2 separate regions of the Macaca mulatta genome follow, and region 1 is linked to region 2. A link is a contact called in public Hi-C data. All regions are on one chromosome and are shown on one strand. Each heading gives the region's core, a stretch centred on a gene start, on an enhancer-like site or on the middle of the called end of the contact. The rest is flanking DNA. Distances are from core to core; before and after follow the strand shown. Region 1 has its middle 18 kb from the start of PRDM13. Region 2 has its middle 130 kb from the start of PRDM13.

Region 1 (6,012 bases), core at 1,562-4,061, 150 kb after region 2:
GAGGCGATGACTGACGTCCCAATCCCTAATCTGGGGACTGAGTGCTGGGGCGGCGCCAGGCTGCTTTCCCGGGAGCCAGAAGACTCTGCTGGACCACCGAGCTCACGTGCAGAAAAAGCTCGAGGCCGGGCCTCTCCCCCGTGCCAGGCACTCAGGGAAAGAAAAGAGCCCTGGCTTGCTGGCGGGGGGAGGGGGGGAGTGGGGGATGGGGACGGTAAGGACGCCGCGCCGGGGTCCCTCTCCTCTTGGGGGTGGACGTGCCAGTAGGTCAGGCTGTTTTCCTGCGAGGACGGAAAGGGAAGCCTCGCTCCTGTCTCCTCAATTCCGGGGCCCCGCGGAGCCCCCATTCTGCGCTGGAATTTCACCTCTTCCCTGCACTGTCTCCCCACCAAGTCTCAGGCCGAGCTTATGCCTTCTTAGAGATCGGCTTCTGTCGCTGTGGCCCTGGGATGCCTTCTTAGAGATCGGCTTCTGTCGCTGTGGCCCTGGGATATCAAATCCTAGAAAGCAGTCTGAGGAGAGAGAACCGCGCGCTGAAGTGCTAGTGGCCACGCGCCTCCTGGCGGGCGCCAACAGCTGCCTCGAAACAGCCGTCGGAGCTAGGCGGCTGCGTCCGTGGGCACCCCGCCCCCGCTGGGCACCACCGCCCCGCGCTCGCGCCCTACACCCTACCTGGTGCCTCCGATCCGCCTCACACCCCTCCGGGAGCGCCGCTAACTTGCCGGGGGCAATGCGCAGTGAGCTGGCCTTAGGCCTAAGCTCGCGCAGCGGGAGGAAGGCGAGGAGGGGAAGGAAGAAGGCAGGTGCCCGCTGTGACTATACCAATCTAGTATTGGGCTCCCTAGGCAAGAAGCCTTTTAAAATAATTTCATTAAATGCTTTTTTACTGATGATAATGACATCAATAATAATAAAAGAGATCCTGGCACTCACATTCGCCTGTAAGAGTTTGGTAGCAGATCTCTTGGTGTGAGCATCATTCATGCTTTCCATGAACACGCAATGAGCACTTACTGTGCGGCAGCTCTGCTCGTGCTTGACTAGGATCATCCTAGTCCCTCCCAGGCCTCTCAAATATGAACTTCCCCCGTGTTTTCAGGAGCACTGCAAGGTAACTGTTACGTAGTTTTCAAAAGGTCTGGAGAACCTGGTGACCACGACAAAGAAAGGCACAGTCATACATAGGAAAACAATGTCTAATTTATTTGCATTGTTCCAGGCTCCATGCCAGAGTCAGGCCTAGGTTTTGATCCTCTGGAGAAAATGTACCAAAGTCGATGGTTTGAGGGACGTCAGTCACTGCCTTGCGGAAGACTAGGAAGACTGAAAGATTCTTTTTCTCATGCTTACTGTTTACCTTTAAAAAAAAAAAAAAAAAAAAGACAGGATCTCCCTGTGTTGCCCAGGCGAGAGTCAAACCCCTTGGCTCAAGCGATCCTCCTGCCTCAGCCTCCCGACAGCTGCGAGTGCCATCGTGCCCAATTACTTTTGTTTAAAAAGGTTTAATTATGTAAAATCAATTCTATTTAGTCAAAGAGTTACAATTATAGCTCAACTAAACCTGCAGTCAATATAAGTATTCATACCCTAAGAAAAAGCCCCACAAAATGATGACTGTGATTATAAACGGTTGACTGGTTTCCTGTGTCCATAGTGGACAATATTATCAAGCACAAACAGGAAAACATGTTTGTTAGGAAGGTTTTATTTTCCTTCCAGGAAATTCTGTAGGTGAAAATGTTGAAATTGGTCAGTTGAAATATCTGGTGAAGTCTAGCATTACCATTAAATAAAACGGAAGTGACAGGAGAGTACTGATGTATATTCCTCTTGGGAGATTAACTCTTTCTCTGCTAGTCCCCCCCTCATACCCCCGCCCCTGAATTTGCCCACAGCCATGGCAGGGCCGTTCGTGTTTGGGGATGCCAGGCAGACGTAATTCGGCTTCAGAGCGCCTTGCTTAAGCAAAAGGGTGTGTGTACGTTCCCGAGGCGTCCGAGGACGGGCAGGCTGGCAAAGACTGGCCCTGGACACCACTGGGAGAGGACACCCCAGGGCTGGCTGCTGTTGCTGCTGGGGCTACTCCTCCCCGCCCCAGCCCTCCTCCAGCTTCTCCGCGGCAGCTGAGCTTCCTCCTCTGGGGCTCTCGCAGCTGTTTAGGTTTAAGGTACGGGAGGAATTTCAAGCTTTTTCTGATCCCACCCCGCCCGCCCCCCACTCTGTGAGACTGGCCTCTGGGCACCTCAGGCTCTTCTGTCTCCATCCAGCTCAAATCGAAGCTTGGAGAGAAGCCCCCACAGCTGCGATTCGACCCTGCCCCGGCCCACCGAGATGAAAGCAGCTTGCGGAGGTTCCTTCGGCACCCGGCACTGGCACGCGAGGGAAGACGCCCTGCGCCGAGCAGCGCAGCCTCGGCTTTTGAAGCTGCCCTCTATGCACTACCTCCGGCTTCCAACCCGAATCTACACTCGATCCGCAGAGCGGGCTGGGCGAGGTTGTGCAGCAGCAGCAACCCCGAGGGAAAGAATTTTGTTTCTTTTTGAGGCCCTGCTGCATTTCTGGTTCCCAGCCTGGGGCCGGGGCCGCCTCTCTCCCCGAAGTCCCACAGGCCTGGGCCGCAGCTGGGCCGACGCGGTCGACAGGTGTGTGAGGCCTAACCCGGGAGCACCGGGAGGTGGCTGGGAGCCAGGGCAGAACGCCCGGGGCACATCCTCAGGGAGGAATCATCTGGCGTTCAATCATCTGGCCGCTCTCGGGTCTTTTGCTGGATCTGCAGAGCGGCTCACGCAGCAGGAGCCCAAGGAGCAGAACCTGGGCACAGACTTTGCAGTCGCGCACGCCACCCAGCGCCCGCCTTGCGCTGGTCTCAGCCGGCGTTCCCTCTATTAGGCAAATCGCTTAGCGCTGGGGTCGGTTTTAGTTCTCCAGTGTCTCTCTCCAAAGGAAGCGCAGTGTAGTTGTTACCTCTCTGCTCAGCTCCTAGAGCGATACCGGGCACACAGCAGCGCACAGTAAAGTATTGGTTCTTTCATTTAACATGTGTCTGTTGAGCGCTCACTATGTCCTAAACGCCGCAAGACCTCTGGCCTCAGGAAGCTTAATTTCCAGTTGTTTGGATGAATGGGAAAAGAATAAGGTATTGTTCTTGCATTGCTATAAAGAAATACCTGAGACCGGGTAATTTATAAAGGAAAGAAGTATAGTTGACTCACAGTTCTTCAGTCTTTACGGGAAGCATGGTGCTGGCATCTGCTCAGCTTCTAGGGAGGCCTCAGGAATCTTACAATCATGGTGGAGGGTGAAGGGGGAGCAGGCACGTCACATGGAGAGAGCAAGGGCAAAGGAGAGAAAGAGGGAGAGAGAATGGAAGGTGTGATTGCAGGGATTTTCCACAGTGATCAGCTCTGTGTCCTGTGGACAAATTACCTGCTTTCTATGGAATTTAGTATTATTTTCTCTTTGCCTAGGCAGGAAGATCTTTTAGGTACAAATGTAACCTGCAATTTCAGTCTTTTGGAAGAGCACTCAAAGAGGACAAAGACTTAACAAGTGAGAGAGAAAAAAAGTAAGAGAGGAAAAAAAGAATAAAGTGAAAGGGGCACCCAGACCGTCCAACGATTAAAAACAAGCCCATAGCCAAGCATGGTAGCATGCATGTGTAATTCCACCTACAGGGAAGGATAGTTTGAATCCAGGAGTTTGAGGCCAGCCTGGGCAACATAGTAAAAGCCCCATCACAAAAAATATGCTGGGGCTAACGACATGTCCCGTTTCCCCTTTTCACAAAGAAGTATCATGAGTTTAAATCATATGAACTTTTATTTGTTTTTAATTTAGTTCAAGGACTGCCAATCGAATGAATTAGAATCATAAAACAGGTACATCCTCACAATCTCACCCTGAAGTGGGAATACTACTACCCCAATACTTCTAGCTTTCTCTTAAGCCACTTTAGCTTCTGGCTTTGAAAAGACCTGTGAGGCCTGAGGTAACAGTAAAAGGACAAAGTGTTTCTTCCTATGTTCTTTGAACAGAATGCCCCTGAGAGTCTAACCTCTGGGAGGCACACTTTTTCACTTCAGCTCCTGAAAATGACTTTGGAAGGGAAACTGATTAGTTTGGGTGGAGGGATGATGGAGTCAGATGAAAAAGTCTGGAAAATAAGTTCAGGGAAGTAAGACCAAATTAAAGATTCCTGAGTTATTAGCCAGACTTTTACTTGGATATGGAATTAGGTTTACAGTCTGTGATTAAGAGGTTGAGCTGTTTTTTTCAGAAGTGTGGTACCCTGTCTAGTGGGCCTCTTTGAACTTAGAATTTGAGTCTGTAAAGCTTTTCATTTGTTTTTTAAGAAATCACATTTTCTGAAGAATTCCATACATAATCCCAATATTAGGAAGTAGGCCTAGCAGTTATTATTATTCTAATTTTTAAAATGAGCCTCAGATAAGTAACTTATCCAAAACCACATAGTTGGTTAATAGAGGAGCCCTTGTTAGCATCCAGGTCTGATACTCAGCTCAGCGTTCTGCCCACCATTCCGCAACAGGAAAAAATTTTTTAAACTTAACCGATAAATATCTATTGAGGACCTATTAGTAGCTCAGCACAGTAGGAAGGCCTGTGGAAGTGTGCTATTTGCTGGTCCTTAATATGTTCAACGTTGACACATACCCGCTTTGTTCCTTCTTGGCACTATCAGTATAATATAGAAGACATACACAGTCTAGGGACACAGTCTGGAATTACTTCCTGGCTCCAGCATTCTACAGCCACACTTCATTTTATTGTGCTTCAGAGATATTGTGCTGTTTACTATGGAAAGTGTGTGGCAACTCTGCGTTGAGTACATCTGTTGGTGCCATTTATCTGTTATGGTGATCTGCGATCAGTAATCTGTGGTGTTATTGTTGTAATTGTTTGAGGGCTCCGTGAACCATATTCATATAAGTCAGCAAACACAATCGATAAATGTGTGTGCTCTGACTGCTCTACAAATTGGCAGTCCCCATCACTTCCTCTCTCCTCTGGCCTCCCTATTCCCTGAGACACAACAATGTTGAAATTAGGTCAGCTACACCCTACAATGGCCTCTTAAGTGTAGGGTGAAAAGTGAAAGTGTTCAAATGAAAAGAAGAGTTGCAAGTCTCTCATTTTATATGAAAAGCTAGAAATGGTAAGCTTAGTGAGGAAGGCATGTGGAAAGCCAAGACAGGCCCAAAGCTTGGCCTCCTACACCAAACCATTAGCCAAGTTGTGAATGCAAAGGAAAAGTTCTTGAAGAAAACTAAAAGTATTGTTCCTGTGACCATACAAATGATAGGAAAGCAGAACAGCCTTATTACTGATGCAGAGAAAGTTTGAGTGGTCTGAATAGAAAATCATACTAGCCACAATATGCCCTTAAACCAAAGCTTACTCCAGAGCAAAGCCCTAACTCTCTTTAATTCTGTGAAGGGTAGAGAGGTGAGGAAGCTGCAGAAGAAAAGTTTGAAGCTAGCAGAGGTTGGCTCATGAGATTTAAGGAAAGATGTGGCCTCCAAAACATAAAAGTGCAAGGTGAAGCAGTAAGTGCTGATGTAGAAGCTGCAGGAAGCTATCCAGAAGATCTACCTAAGATTGCTGATGAAGGTAGCTATACTCAACGATAGATTTTCTATGTAGGTGAAACAGCCTTCTATTGGAAGAAGATGCCATCTAGGATATTCATAGCTAGAGAGAAATCAATGCCTGGCTTCAAACTTTAAAGGACAGGCTGACTCCCTTGTTAGGGGTTAATGCAGCTAACTTTGGGTGGAAGCCAATGCTCACTGACCATTCTGAAAATCCTAGGGCCCTTAAGAATTAGCTAAATCTACTCTGCCTGTGCTCTATAAATGAAACAACAAAGCTTGGATGACTGCACATTTATTTACAGCATAGTTTACTGAATATTTTATGCCCATGTTGAGACCTACTGCTTAAAAAAAAAAAGATTTGTTTCAAAATATTACTGCTCATTGTGACAATGTA
Region 2 (5,830 bases), core at 835-3,334:
AGTATATAACGCCTATAACATGCAAAATATGTGTTAATGACCGTTTCTGTTATCAGCAAGGCTTCCAGTCAACAGTAGGCTATTAGTTACATTTTTGGGAAGTCAAAAGGTATACATGAATTTTCTACTCCACGGGGACCTGGGGTTGGGGTGCGGCGATCAGCATTCCTAACTCCCACATTGTTCAAGAGTCAACTGTACACACAGATTTTTGTACATGAAAATACATTTACTCAGATGTTTGTTACACCATAGTTTATATTTGGAGATAAAAAACACCAGAAGTAAACCAAATGTCCCAGAGGAAGGCTGACTAGATATGTGATGACTTATTCATATTCATATAATTAAATACTATATGTCCAATAAGTGAGGTAAATATAGATATTACTACTGGCATAGATACTGCTAAGCAAAAGATAATGTTGCAAAAGTATACAGAATGTAGTCTTTTTTTCTAAGATAATATACAGGTTAACATGAATTTAAAAATTTAGAGAAATATATAGCAAATTGTTAACAGTGATTATCTCTACAGCATTAAATTAGGGAGTCTTGCTCTATATTGAACATTTATTATTCGTTTATGCACTCAGCTAAATTGTTTTACTATTTATTTATTTATTTTTGAGATGGAGTCTCACTCTGTCACCCTGGCTGGAGTGCAGTGGCACGATCTTGGCTCACTGCAACCTCCGCCTCCTGGGTTCATCAGCTAATATTTATTAAGCACATACAATGTGCCAAGTGATCTTCTAGGTGTCAGGAAACGTAGGGAACAAAACAAAGTTGTCAGTGTGTGATCCTTTTAAAATCAGAAAAAACAATACAATTCCTGGGATTTCAACTATTTCAAGAAAATAAAGAAGTGAGAACCATTCATCCCATTACCCCTGTTAAGACTCTTTACCCCTTTTTTCTTATCCAAAACTTTTTTAATGTTAACCTAATCACAGCCAGATTTTTTTTTTTTTTTGAGACAAAGTCTCACTCTGTCGCCCAAGGTTGAATGGAGTGCAATGGTACCATCGCCACTCCCTGAAACCTTGGCCTCCCAGGCTCAAGCAATCCTCCCACCTCAGCCTTTTGAGTAGCTGGGACTAAAGGCGTATCCACCACACCTGGCTAATTTCTGTATTTTTTGTAGAGATGAGGTTTCACTATTTTTCCCAGACTGGTCTTGAACTCCTGGGCTCAAGTGATCCACTGGCCTCGGCCTCCCAAAGTTTTGGGACTACAGGTTTGAGCCACCACACCCACAGATCTTAATATAAGCTATCATTAAAGCATTCTCTATTAGGTCCAAATGGATTATGAAAAAGATTGTCATATTTTATTATCTATAAAACTTAAATACTTTTGTTACTATATATCTGAACCTGCAATTATGTAAGAGTAATGAAGTACACTTGTGATTTCATTACATATACTTTGACAGTAATAGGATAATTATGTATACGTAAATATGACTATGTAACCATATACATGAATATTTTCACAAAGCTTAAATAATAACTATAATTATTTTTATTCATGAACCACAAGACAATATTGAGTTTATGGGTCTGTAATATTTCAGTACCTTATTCAACTGACTACTAACATATATTAGAAGATTTTCAATTGATACTAATACTGTGATAGTATAGTAAATTTTATTAAAACATACATGTTTCTTATACAATATGTAAATGCTAATATTAATTCATATGCTTCAATTTTATTAAAATCTAGCACGTATTCTCTCAAAAATGTCCTAATATGAGGGTTTTTTCCCCTTTTTTCCCTTTAAATTAACAAAAAGTATTTAAAGAATTATTCACAAAATGTCTTCAACTTCAATGAAAACTCATACTTATTAAAGGTAAAAATTTTATAAAGTACTTAGGGTTCTTATTCATAATGTTCTGAACAAATTATAACTAACCACCACCAGAATGGACAAACAGACAGATACAAAATATATAAGGGGGAAAAAAGCCAACAAATAAATTCTAAATACTTACAAAGCAATGTTGTAATGTAATAGCCATAGTCCCCTGACAGTGAGACTAATCATTGTGAAAGCACATCTATTCAGGAAGTGAATTCATTTGCATCATACATGAATTGCCTAGCCCTAACCTCCCCAACACTAAAGTACTTGTGCTACAGCTGGCTGTAATTTATACAAATTTCACTAGATGGCAGTGTGGGTCGAGTAGCCAAATGTTTGCAAGTCATCTCTTCAAATTTGACACCAGACTAAGAACATTACACAACTGGACACCTTGTTATCATCAAAAATAGATTGTGGCTGGGCGCGGTGGCTCACGCCCATAATTGCAGCACTTTGGGAGACCAAAGCAGGATTGCTTGAGCTCAGGAGTTAGATATCAGGCTGGGCAACACAGTGACACTCTGTATTAAAAAATAATAACAATAAAATTAAAAGTGTTTTATGAGTAAAAGACACGTCACATAAAAGCATAATAAAAAGACAATGTGAAAGAGCAAGATTTTAAACAAAAAACACTCTGAGCACATTTGTTCTGCTGTTTATCTCTCCTAGTATCTCAAGCTTGAGGGTGCTTAGGACACACCTGAGAAACCTGTTTAGAATTCACATTTCCATTCCCCGCTGTCACCCTTGAGATTCTTAACAAGAAGGTCTGCAACAGAACAGAGCTCAATTTTCAAGAAATATCTAAGGTTGTTCTAATACAGCTGGTGAGAAACACAGCTCTAAAACATGAATCCCCAAAGAAGTGGCACATTTGTATCATCAGCTCCAATCCAGGCACTCCTGTGACCACAATACCCAACCCTATCCCTTCCTGCATTCCCCACACATCTGAAATATTGCATTCGAATGTTAGCACACTAAAGATATCAAAGCAAGAGTAGAAACTGTTTCTAGCCTTGGCAACAGCTCAAAGACTCATCCCTTCAAAAATGACTTTAGAGGAATTTATTGCCAAGCAGAAGCCCCTGGACTGCAATGCACTTACTATTTGCATCAACGATGATAAACTTATGATTTTTAAAGAATTTTGTCAAACCACTCACTCCTGAAGCAAAAACAGCTGTACCAACCACCTTTTGTCATCTATCCACCATTCTGACTCTTGAATTGGACTTCTAAAAATTTTCCCAGGTATTTCTTGTATTTCTCTACTTTTTGTCCACACAAAGCCATCCCTTCCGACTTGCCTCCTGGCCCATAGTTCTCCCTGCGCCCCACGCAGCATCCACCTGCTCTGTCTCTGTTCACTACCTATCACATCTCACCTCCATCTTGGCTTCTCCCATAAAGACCTAACATCTAAGGCCAGGCACTGTGGCTCATGTTTGTAATCTCAGTAGTTTGGGAGGTCAAGACAGAAGGATTGCTTGAGCCCAGGAGCTCGAGACCAGCCTGGGCAATATAGGAAGATCCTATCTCTTCAAAAAATAAAATTAGCTGGGCATGGTGGCATGTGCTACTCAGGAGGCTGAGGTGGGAGGATTTGTTTGAACCTGGGAGGTCGAGGCTGCAGTGAGCCCTGTAACCATGCCACTGCATGCCAGCCTAGGTGACAAAGCAAGACCTCCTCAAAAAAAAAAAAAAAAAGACCTAACATCTCATATTTTCCCACTTAAGAACCTGGCATTAGTGGCTGTCATCTGTGATATTCACCAATTCATGTCTAATCTTGAAAGAATACTGTGAGTGGCAGATTTAAAGAATAAAGAATCTTTAAGTCAATGCTATGTAATAGTGTTACTTGAAAATTGAGCTCCCTTCTGTTGGAGACCTTCTGATTAAGGATCTCAACGGTGGGAGCAAGGACTGGAAATGTGAATTTTAAACAAGCACTAATTACTAAGTAATTCATTGTTTAATTACTAATAGAAGTAGCCTCAAGTATTTCACCAATTAATGTAGTTTTTATTGACTGTGGGTAATTCATCGCTATTGTGTTTCAGTTATTTTCATCCACTCCTGCAGTTTTTATAAGGAGTAACTACTAAATTTTATCATATTTGAAGTAACTTGAAATAATTAGATGGTTTATCTCCTTTAATTCACTAGTATGAATATTTCTATTGCTAGATGTCTAACCTTGAACCATTCTTTGATTCCTGAAATAAACTCTATGAAGTGATTGTTCTTTTACTATCCTGCTGTTTGGTAGTAACCTTTTCTTCAGTGACTTTGCATTTATGTAATTTTTGTCATCTTATAATTCTAAATTAGTATCATCTAGGAGTTAACTGATCTTTACAAGTTGGCTAGTCCTTAGTAGTAAAATTGTCTGGGCTTGGTGCCTTTGTAATGATAGATCTTTACTTTTCTGATCTCTTCCACAGTGATTGGTCCATCGTGATTTTATATTTTGGGGGGAATCAATACTAGTGTTTTCCTAGGAAATAATTCATTTTCTCTAGTTTTTCAAAATTATTGTCTTAGGGTCACATATTATGCTTCCTTGTAAATCTATCTTTCCAATTGTGGTTGTATCTATAATTTCTGATGTTTGTCTACAGAGAGTTTTCAAGCTCCAGGACACTCTTCCCCTTCCAGTCTACTTCTGGGTAAGCTGATACACTCCCTCTTTTGGTACTGGTGGGAAGTTCAAACAACGCAAACCCCAACCCACATGTGGGAACCTTCACCTCAGCCCTAACCTTTAACCACAATAAACCACAAACCAGTCTCCTTTCCCTGCACTCTCAAGCCATTTTTGGACCTGCCTAGGAACCTGCCCTCATCTTCCAAAAAGCTTCATTATATGAGCAATAAATCTTTTCATACTCTCTTGATGCATGTGTGGTGTCATCATTCTTGACATCCAAAGAGGCAGAGGAAAGGCAGGTGTCCATCCCACCTCTGCAGGATAACATTAATTGGTTCTGTGAGCAGTGTGTCTGAGTAATGACAACTACCATAAGGGTGTCTTTCTTCCCTTGCTTTGGCTTGCTAACCGACTGTGCTGTTTCATCTTGTGTTTGCTGAGTCCTACAGAGTCTGTTCTAGATCCAACCAATCTAAGTCAGAAATTTCTATAATTGGCATTTGGGGACAGAGCATGGGACTAGGGTTCTCATTAGAGTTGCCCTGGGTCAAATGTCTTGGCCTCACTTATCTGTACATCTCAGTTTAAATACTTTGACTTGATTCCAGCATAAGCCATGACTGACATTAGACTCTGGAAAACCACTATTACCCTGTGACCTTTGGTTGTGTGTCTCAACCCACTGTTGTCTCCTACTCTATAGAGGGATCCAGGAAAAGATGAATTACCTGTGCAGTATATGGGTCCACTGCATCATCACTGTGTGGAGAAAGAGCAGTCATCACAAGGCATGCTGACGTCACACTTTCAAAAATGGCTTGCTCACCAGAACCCTACAAAATGTCTTTATGTTGCTACTGCCTATGCCTTTATTGCTAAAATGATCCTGATCCTCATGGTTACAGGAAAATCACCCGTGGTACCCATGGCACAGTCACAGAGTTCATTCAAACCCAACTTAAATCCAGGGGCCTTAATCCAAAAATGCAACCACATCCATGGGCAGCCCCTAATCCTGAGAAAACTAATTTGAGACTCTGAAAGAAGAAACTTATACAGTAAATATAAGCAGGGAGAGGGGATCTACCTCCCCCACAAAATTATATCCAGTAACAAAAAAAAAGAGAAAGGGAGGGAGAGAGGGAGATACAAGTGGGAGAAACAAAAACCTGAAACAAAGGTCCACAATTAGAACCACTATAATTAATTTGGTCCCAACTGGAAATACAAAATGTATTAAAAGAATTTATACAACAAAAAAAAATAAAAGGAGACAGATTGGCTTTTGCGCC

What was found. A called contact is a pair of places that touch in the nucleus more often than the background predicts.
Region 1: a Hi-C map of fetal cortex germinal zone shows a contact between it and region 2, with 4 times the contacts expected there. The contact joins two enhancer-like sites. A contact is called at or near these places in 2 of 14 Hi-C or Micro-C datasets (fetal cortex germinal zone and liver).

The regions. Positions count from the first base shown.
Region 1 is chr4:86,273,305-86,279,316 of T2T-MMU8v2.0, forward strand. No RefSeq gene overlaps it. Among named protein-coding and RNA genes, the nearest start is that of PRDM13, 18 kb to the left of the region's middle. Within about 2 kb of position 2,812, at least 13 of the 40 cell types and tissues checked have an H3K27ac peak or open chromatin away from gene starts, as enhancers often do. A contact at or near this core is called in fetal cortex germinal zone, where this site is marked.
Region 2 is chr4:86,128,852-86,134,681 of T2T-MMU8v2.0, forward strand. No RefSeq gene overlaps it. Among named protein-coding and RNA genes, the nearest start is that of PRDM13, 130 kb to the right of the region's middle. Within about 2 kb of position 2,085, at least 7 of the 40 cell types and tissues checked have an H3K27ac peak or open chromatin away from gene starts, as enhancers often do. A contact at or near this core is called in fetal cortex germinal zone, where this site is marked.